Regions from separate parts of the Mus musculus genome. Here region 2 is linked to region 1. The links are chromatin contacts, called in public HiChIP or PLAC-seq maps. All regions are on one chromosome and are shown on one strand. The core of a region is the stretch at or near the end of the contact, and the rest is flanking DNA. Distances in the headings are between cores, read along the strand shown. Region 1 has its middle 10 kb from the start of Pdp2. Region 2 holds the start of Plekhg4 (pleckstrin homology domain containing, family G (with RhoGef domain) member 4).

Evidence for each region. HiChIP or PLAC-seq counts read pairs in DNA pulled down with a chosen protein or histone mark.
Region 2: a contact with region 1 is called in a CTCF HiChIP or PLAC-seq map of embryonic stem cells, with 12 times the contacts expected there. The contact joins the promoter of Plekhg4 here to the enhancer-like site in region 1. A contact is called at or near these places in 2 of 39 promoter capture datasets (cranial neural crest and liver), 1 of 15 datasets of contacts at CTCF or cohesin (embryonic stem cells), 1 of 115 datasets of contacts at active chromatin or transcription factors (embryonic stem cells) and 2 of 9 other capture datasets (embryonic stem cells and pancreatic islet).

Annotation. Positions count from the first base shown.
Region 1 is chr8:104,600,548-104,603,340 of GRCm38.p6, forward strand. It overlaps a transcript of Cdh16 not described here. Among named protein-coding and RNA genes, the nearest start is that of Pdp2, 10 kb to the left of the region's middle. Within about 2 kb of position 1,519, at least 60 of the 459 cell types and tissues checked have an H3K27ac peak or open chromatin away from gene starts, as enhancers often do. A contact at or near this core is called in embryonic stem cells and liver, where this site is marked.
Region 2 is chr8:105,371,827-105,374,653 of GRCm38.p6, forward strand. It overlaps Plekhg4 (pleckstrin homology domain containing, family G (with RhoGef domain) member 4), which reads left to right and starts at 1,446. Exons shown (of 23, transcript NM_001364406.1): 1 at 1,446-2,036. The coding sequence starts at 1,993.

The sequences.
Region 1 (2,793 bases), core at 269-2,768:
ACAGTGTACTTACATATAATAATAAATAAATTAAAAAAAAAAAGTCCTTGGGGCTCAATGGCCACCTAGCCTAATGAGTTGAATTGGCAAGCCCTAGGTCAACCAAGAGACAACTTGTCTTAAAAAACAAGGTGTGTTACTTCTGAGGAATGACATCTGGCCTTCACACAGGTGCCTGCATCCACACCCATATAAACATTATCTGCATGGGTGCACATGCATGGGTGCAGCTGTATGAGCACACCTGCATGAATGTACCTGCATGCACATGCATGCACACACACACTAGAAGACAGAGAAAAATTTAAAAAAAAACTATAAAAATGACCAGAAAGGAAAAAAAAAACCCACAAAGATAACAAACAAACAAACAAACAAAACCCTTGGCTGTTGTTTTTGAGACAGGACCTTACTATGTAGCCCTGGCTGGCCTGAAACTTGCTATGCAAACCAGGCTAGCCCCAAACTCATAGAGATCCACTTGCCTTTAAATCCCAGAAGTTGGGATTAAAAGCCATCACACCTGGCCCCTCAATCTCTCCACCCCGCAGTTTTCTCTTTGAAACAGAGATTCGCTGACAGGTCTGAACCCTAGATCCTCCAAACCATTAGGACCACCACCACCCAGTTGGAAAAATTAACTGAATAGATTTAGCCTTTCATATCTAGAATTTTTATTCTATTACTTGATGTTACTAAATACCCCTAAGTAGTCCCTAACCTTGGTGGCCCTCTGAATTGTCCGTGGTCAGATTCCCAAGTCACTGGCTCCATCTGGGACTGGTGAATTTCTATTGACTGTTTATTGGAGTGTCTTGGTCCCATTGGCCTCTGACCTTTTCTGCTCTCTGCATACATAACTTAGTCTGAGCAATGGCTTGGACGGGGCATCGGAGCATAGCAAGGATGTCAGGATTCCTCTCCTGACTTTCACTGCCAGGGGAATAAGCGGGTTGGGATCCAGGAAAGCAGTCTGTGGAGGAGCCCCCTGGAGCCCGCTGTATCTTTGCCCACAACTCTGCCTGCCTTTCCCAGACTTTATAAAGCCCTCATCTACCCCCAGCTCCCTGCGGTAGAGAAACAGGATGTTTTCCTAGGGCTGTGGTTCTGTCCACAGTGCACAAGCCTTGGGTGTCCCGGAGCTGGTCATTTAGGCTAGCTAAGGGCTAAGAAACTCATCACGGGGCAGGGAAGGGACATCCAGGGACAGGAGAACAAAAATTAAAGCCTGGAATCTGCTCCAGTCTGTTGTGTCTGGCCAGTAGATCACAACCTGGGTTCTAGCCTGGAAAGGCATTTTGGAAACCTGGAAGAGAAGAGGGGCTAGGCGGCGAGAGAAAGAAATGCAGCTAAGACAGACATTCTGATCAAAGCTCAATTTTACTGTTCCGCACGCAGTTATGAAGCAGGGGAAGGGGCCCGATTCCCGCCAATTAATCTTGGAATCCAATAGCTGGGTGACCTCGTGCACGGCTCCGAACAGCAAAGCGGCAGATTCCAGCAGTGGGCGTGGCAGAACGATTGAGCGGGAAGCTCCACCCCTGAGCAAGCAGGTTTCAGGCTGAGGGAGGGGGGACTACACCAGTCGACTCTGGAGACCAGGCTTCTGAGGCAGTGACAGTGGGATAGTCCTAGGGATGTGGAGACAGGCTTCCTAAATGTGAACATCTGGGCAAGTGACCTGTCAGGACAGAAAAGGATTGTGCAGGATAATCTGGGCATGGTGTTGTGGAGACTCAAGGATTAAGAGTTCAAGGTCATGCTCAGATGCCCGATAAGTACCTCCTGCCCCTCCCATACACTCACTCCTGTTCCACCCCAGGGATGTGAAAACTGGTTGTGAAATGAGTTAGGAAAGATGGCTGAATAGACACCCAGGAAAAGAGAAGGATCCGCAAAAAGAGGAGGTTGGAGAATAGGAGGAAAACAGCCAGCTGTGGTGGGGAAGCAAAAAAGAAGAGAGTAGTTTGTCCGTGAGGATCTGGTATCAGAACTCAGATACGGATGGACGGAAGTAGCCAATTAGCTACAAGAAGCTCCACAGCAGAAGAGGCAAGGGTTGAATTATAATCTCGCATGGGTCTAGATGGTGAGACAGGAGCAGACTTTGGTCCCGTGAGAAGAGGGCTTTCTGAAACAAAGCAACGTGGCGGGTGGGCGAGGTGGTGGGGCCGCCACCCTCACCCAGAGAAGAGGATGCAAAGTTTACTTAGGATTTTGCTGCCCCCAAATAGGGCTGGAGCATGGAAGAATGGGAGAATGGGGTGTCTTGAGCCCCACCTGGTGGCTGGATCACTAATTGATGCGGGTACTGGGATAGGAAGGGTCCTGGGGTAGGGAGCCATCAGCTTTGGTTATGAGGCGATAGCAGACACAGACACTGCCTCTAGATGTCGCCATTCAGCTGCGCTGGTGCCTGCAGAAGCTGGATTGAGGAAGGTTGTCCTGAGCTGATGAGATTCTGAGTCCTGAAACTCCAATTAGAGCGGAGTTTCCCTGGAGTGCAGCCTGGTATACCTTCAGGAAGACTCACGGGACTCTGGGCACCTTTGGGGCTGAGGTTAAGTGGGGACTAAGGTAAAGGCTCTGTCTTGTGCCGAGGCCGTCCAGGCTTGCCAGAGCAGGAGGTGGTAGGCCGTGTAAAGTGGCTGCCACTTCGGCGAGTTGTCTTCAGCGTTCTTGTTTTCCTCTGTGAACTCCGCAGTAAATCTAACAAACTCCTTTTTTATTCTGCCCTTTATGGCCAGTGCCACAGACTGCCGGCCTCTCTGCAATTTCTGCACTCCTCTTGTC
Region 2 (2,827 bases), core at 196-2,695, 770 kb after region 1:
TGCCTCTGCCTCCCCAGTGCTAGGATTACAAGTGTGCCAGCATGTTTAGCTTAAAAAAAAAAAAGTGTTCTGAGAATCAAACACAGGGCCTTATGCTATCCACAAAGCTATCTCCCTAGCTTCCCTCCATCTTAAAAAAACAACAGGATCTTGTTATGAAGCTCTGTCTTGTCTGGAACTTTTTTTTTCCCCTTTTTTTTAGACCTGGCTAGCCTTGAACTTGTGTATCGTCCAGCCCTTTCATCTCAAGCCCTAGATTAGAGGCATGCACTCTTTGGTCACAATGAGGGCCGTTCTACGTCAAAGAAGGTGGTCTGAGACAACAGGGTTTTAGTCAGCTCTGTTTCCCCATGCAGTCTGGGACCTAAGAGAAAAGGCTGTGATGCCCCTGGTGGCCTTGAATGCCACTCCCAGGAGCCTGGGTTTATTTGGGTCAAAGATGAGAGGGGTCTGGGAGGTTTGAGAAATCAGTTGCTTTGCTGATTACAGTGGTCCTGGCTTAAGGGACTTAAGTCATACACAGACTTAAGGGAATGTATCCCCAGATCTCCAAAGCTAAGGAGTCGCCTTTTCTTTTCTTTTCTTCCCTTTTCTTTCCTTATGGATGGATGTTGTCAAGAAAAGAGAGGTAGGGAGGGCTGGGGAGGGGGGAGGGCGGAGTGGGGGGGGGGGCTGTCCACATTCTACAATCTCAGTGGAAAAGACTTCTCTGAGTAGATTCAGCAACCAGCAGAACCAGAGATGGCCTTCGTGAGTCACTGTTCAGACTTGCAAGCTCAGCTCTGGAAGCCCGCTGTGGTCAGCCACCCCAGGTTGGCTCCAGGCCTAGCCCCCCACTGTCCCGCACTGGGCCAGTGTCTGTCCCTGTTGCTGTTCCATGCCTTTCCCATCCCAGATACGTGTGCCTCACAGCTCTCTGCCTCTTCTGTCTGAGTCTGTCTGTCAGTCATTTTCTCTAACCTTGGTTTCCACGTCACCCACGTGGGAAGAGTTCAGGACGGGAGGGGCGGTGTGACTAGTCTTAGATACCCCTAAATATTTATTCTGTGCCAGGCCTGACATACAGAGCTCGAAATATCAAAGTGGACAATATTCAGTCTGCCTGCTTACAGGGCACATTCTGTGTGGAGTGAGAAAACCACAGCCTAGTTCTGCCTCTGTCTCAGCACGCGTGCCTGCGCTCCCCCAACCGCCTGCTGTGTTCAGAGGGCCTGGGTCAGTTAGGGCCTGAGACCTGATGCCTCTTATTTGCTTCATCCCTGGGAAGGGTTATGTTCCTCCCGGGAAGTCCATCTTCTTACAGCTCCTGGGGGCCTGGCTAGTGGGTGGAGGTGAGCCTCAGAAGCAGGAGGGAGGGAAGGAGAGAGGGAGGGAGGGGCAATGACTCAGTGGGGGTGGCCTGGGACAAGAACCAAGGACAGAAGCCAAGACTGGACCTGATGCTCACTGAAGCTAGAGGAAGGAGAGATGGAAGACATGCCTAGGAGCTGGGGCTGGAGAAGGACAACTCCAAGGCCAGCCTTGCCCCTTGCTCTTCAGAATCTGCCTTAGAGTCAGAGATGGGTGGGGACGCCTGTTGTTTCTACCATGGCTGCAGCTGATAACTAGATTCATGAAGGAATCGCCTGACTTAGAGCCAGGGAAGGCATTATGTCCAGTGTCCTCTCCTCCCAGGGACCAAGGCCATGGTGTGGGGGCTACATGCCTTTGTCTGGTTGCACAGATAACCTTTTTCTTATGATCTTTCCACAAATTCAAGAGTGTTAGGCCAGGCCCACTTCCTCCAAAAGGACCCCAGACTTTAGAGTTAAGAACGAGTAGGGGTCTCCCAGCTATCCCAGTGTCTTTCATCAGTTCAAGATTCCCTAACGAAGGGTGAAGTGGGAAGGCAGGGCATGAACACAGATATCTGATCCATCCATCAGGATTTCCCTGGTCCATCGGGCAACCCCAGGAGAAAAGAATGCTTTTCTTGTCTTACAGGAGAGGAAGATGAGGTGCAAAGAGAAAAGGGTCCCTGGAACAGCCCACAAGAGGTGAGTGATGGAACCAGATCTCAGCTGGTCTCTGGCCCCAGGGCACCAGCTTTCTTAGCCACCCTTTTCTGTGGATAGGGAAAAAGAACTCAGGGAATGAGGGTTTGAGCCTTATGTATGTTGGCAGGCCTGGGTCAATTCCCACCCAGAGACATAGCTACCTACCCTCTTCACCTTCCGGGTTTAACAAGTCATGGGATGTCACCGTTTATCTCTAATTTATTTCTCTGTCTTTTTGTTGTTTGTTTTATTAATTAAACCTGGGGGCTCACACAAGTCAGGCAAGGGCTCTGCTACTGAGTTACACCTCACAGCCCATCCAACCTGTTCCGTGGTGGGTGGGCCTGAGAACCTGAAGGGGAGATTCAGGCTACAGAGGAGTGGTGGTCCCTCCCACTATCCGTGAAGATTATCCACACGCAGCTACCAGGGCATAGGGAGTCTCTCTGGAGACGGCCCCTAATCATGGACTCACATGTGTGTGTGTGTGAGTGTGTGGTGGTGGGTGGTGGGACAGCTCTGAGGACCACGAGGGCTTGAGTGGTCCTCATCTTGTACATGGAAGCTGGGCAAGTATTCCCATGTCCCATCACGGGAATGGTAAAGGAGCCTTGCCCTCCTCCCACAAGGGCGTCCTTTGCTTCGTGCAAGAGCCTTCTTTCCATCGGCAGAGCCACGGCTCACTCACCCTTTCAGACAGTTCCAGCTCTGAGCACAGTGAGCACAGTGGAATGAATGTTGCCGGGGTCGGCAGAATGAGAAGTCAAGGGAGGGCTCGCCAAGTCTCCGAG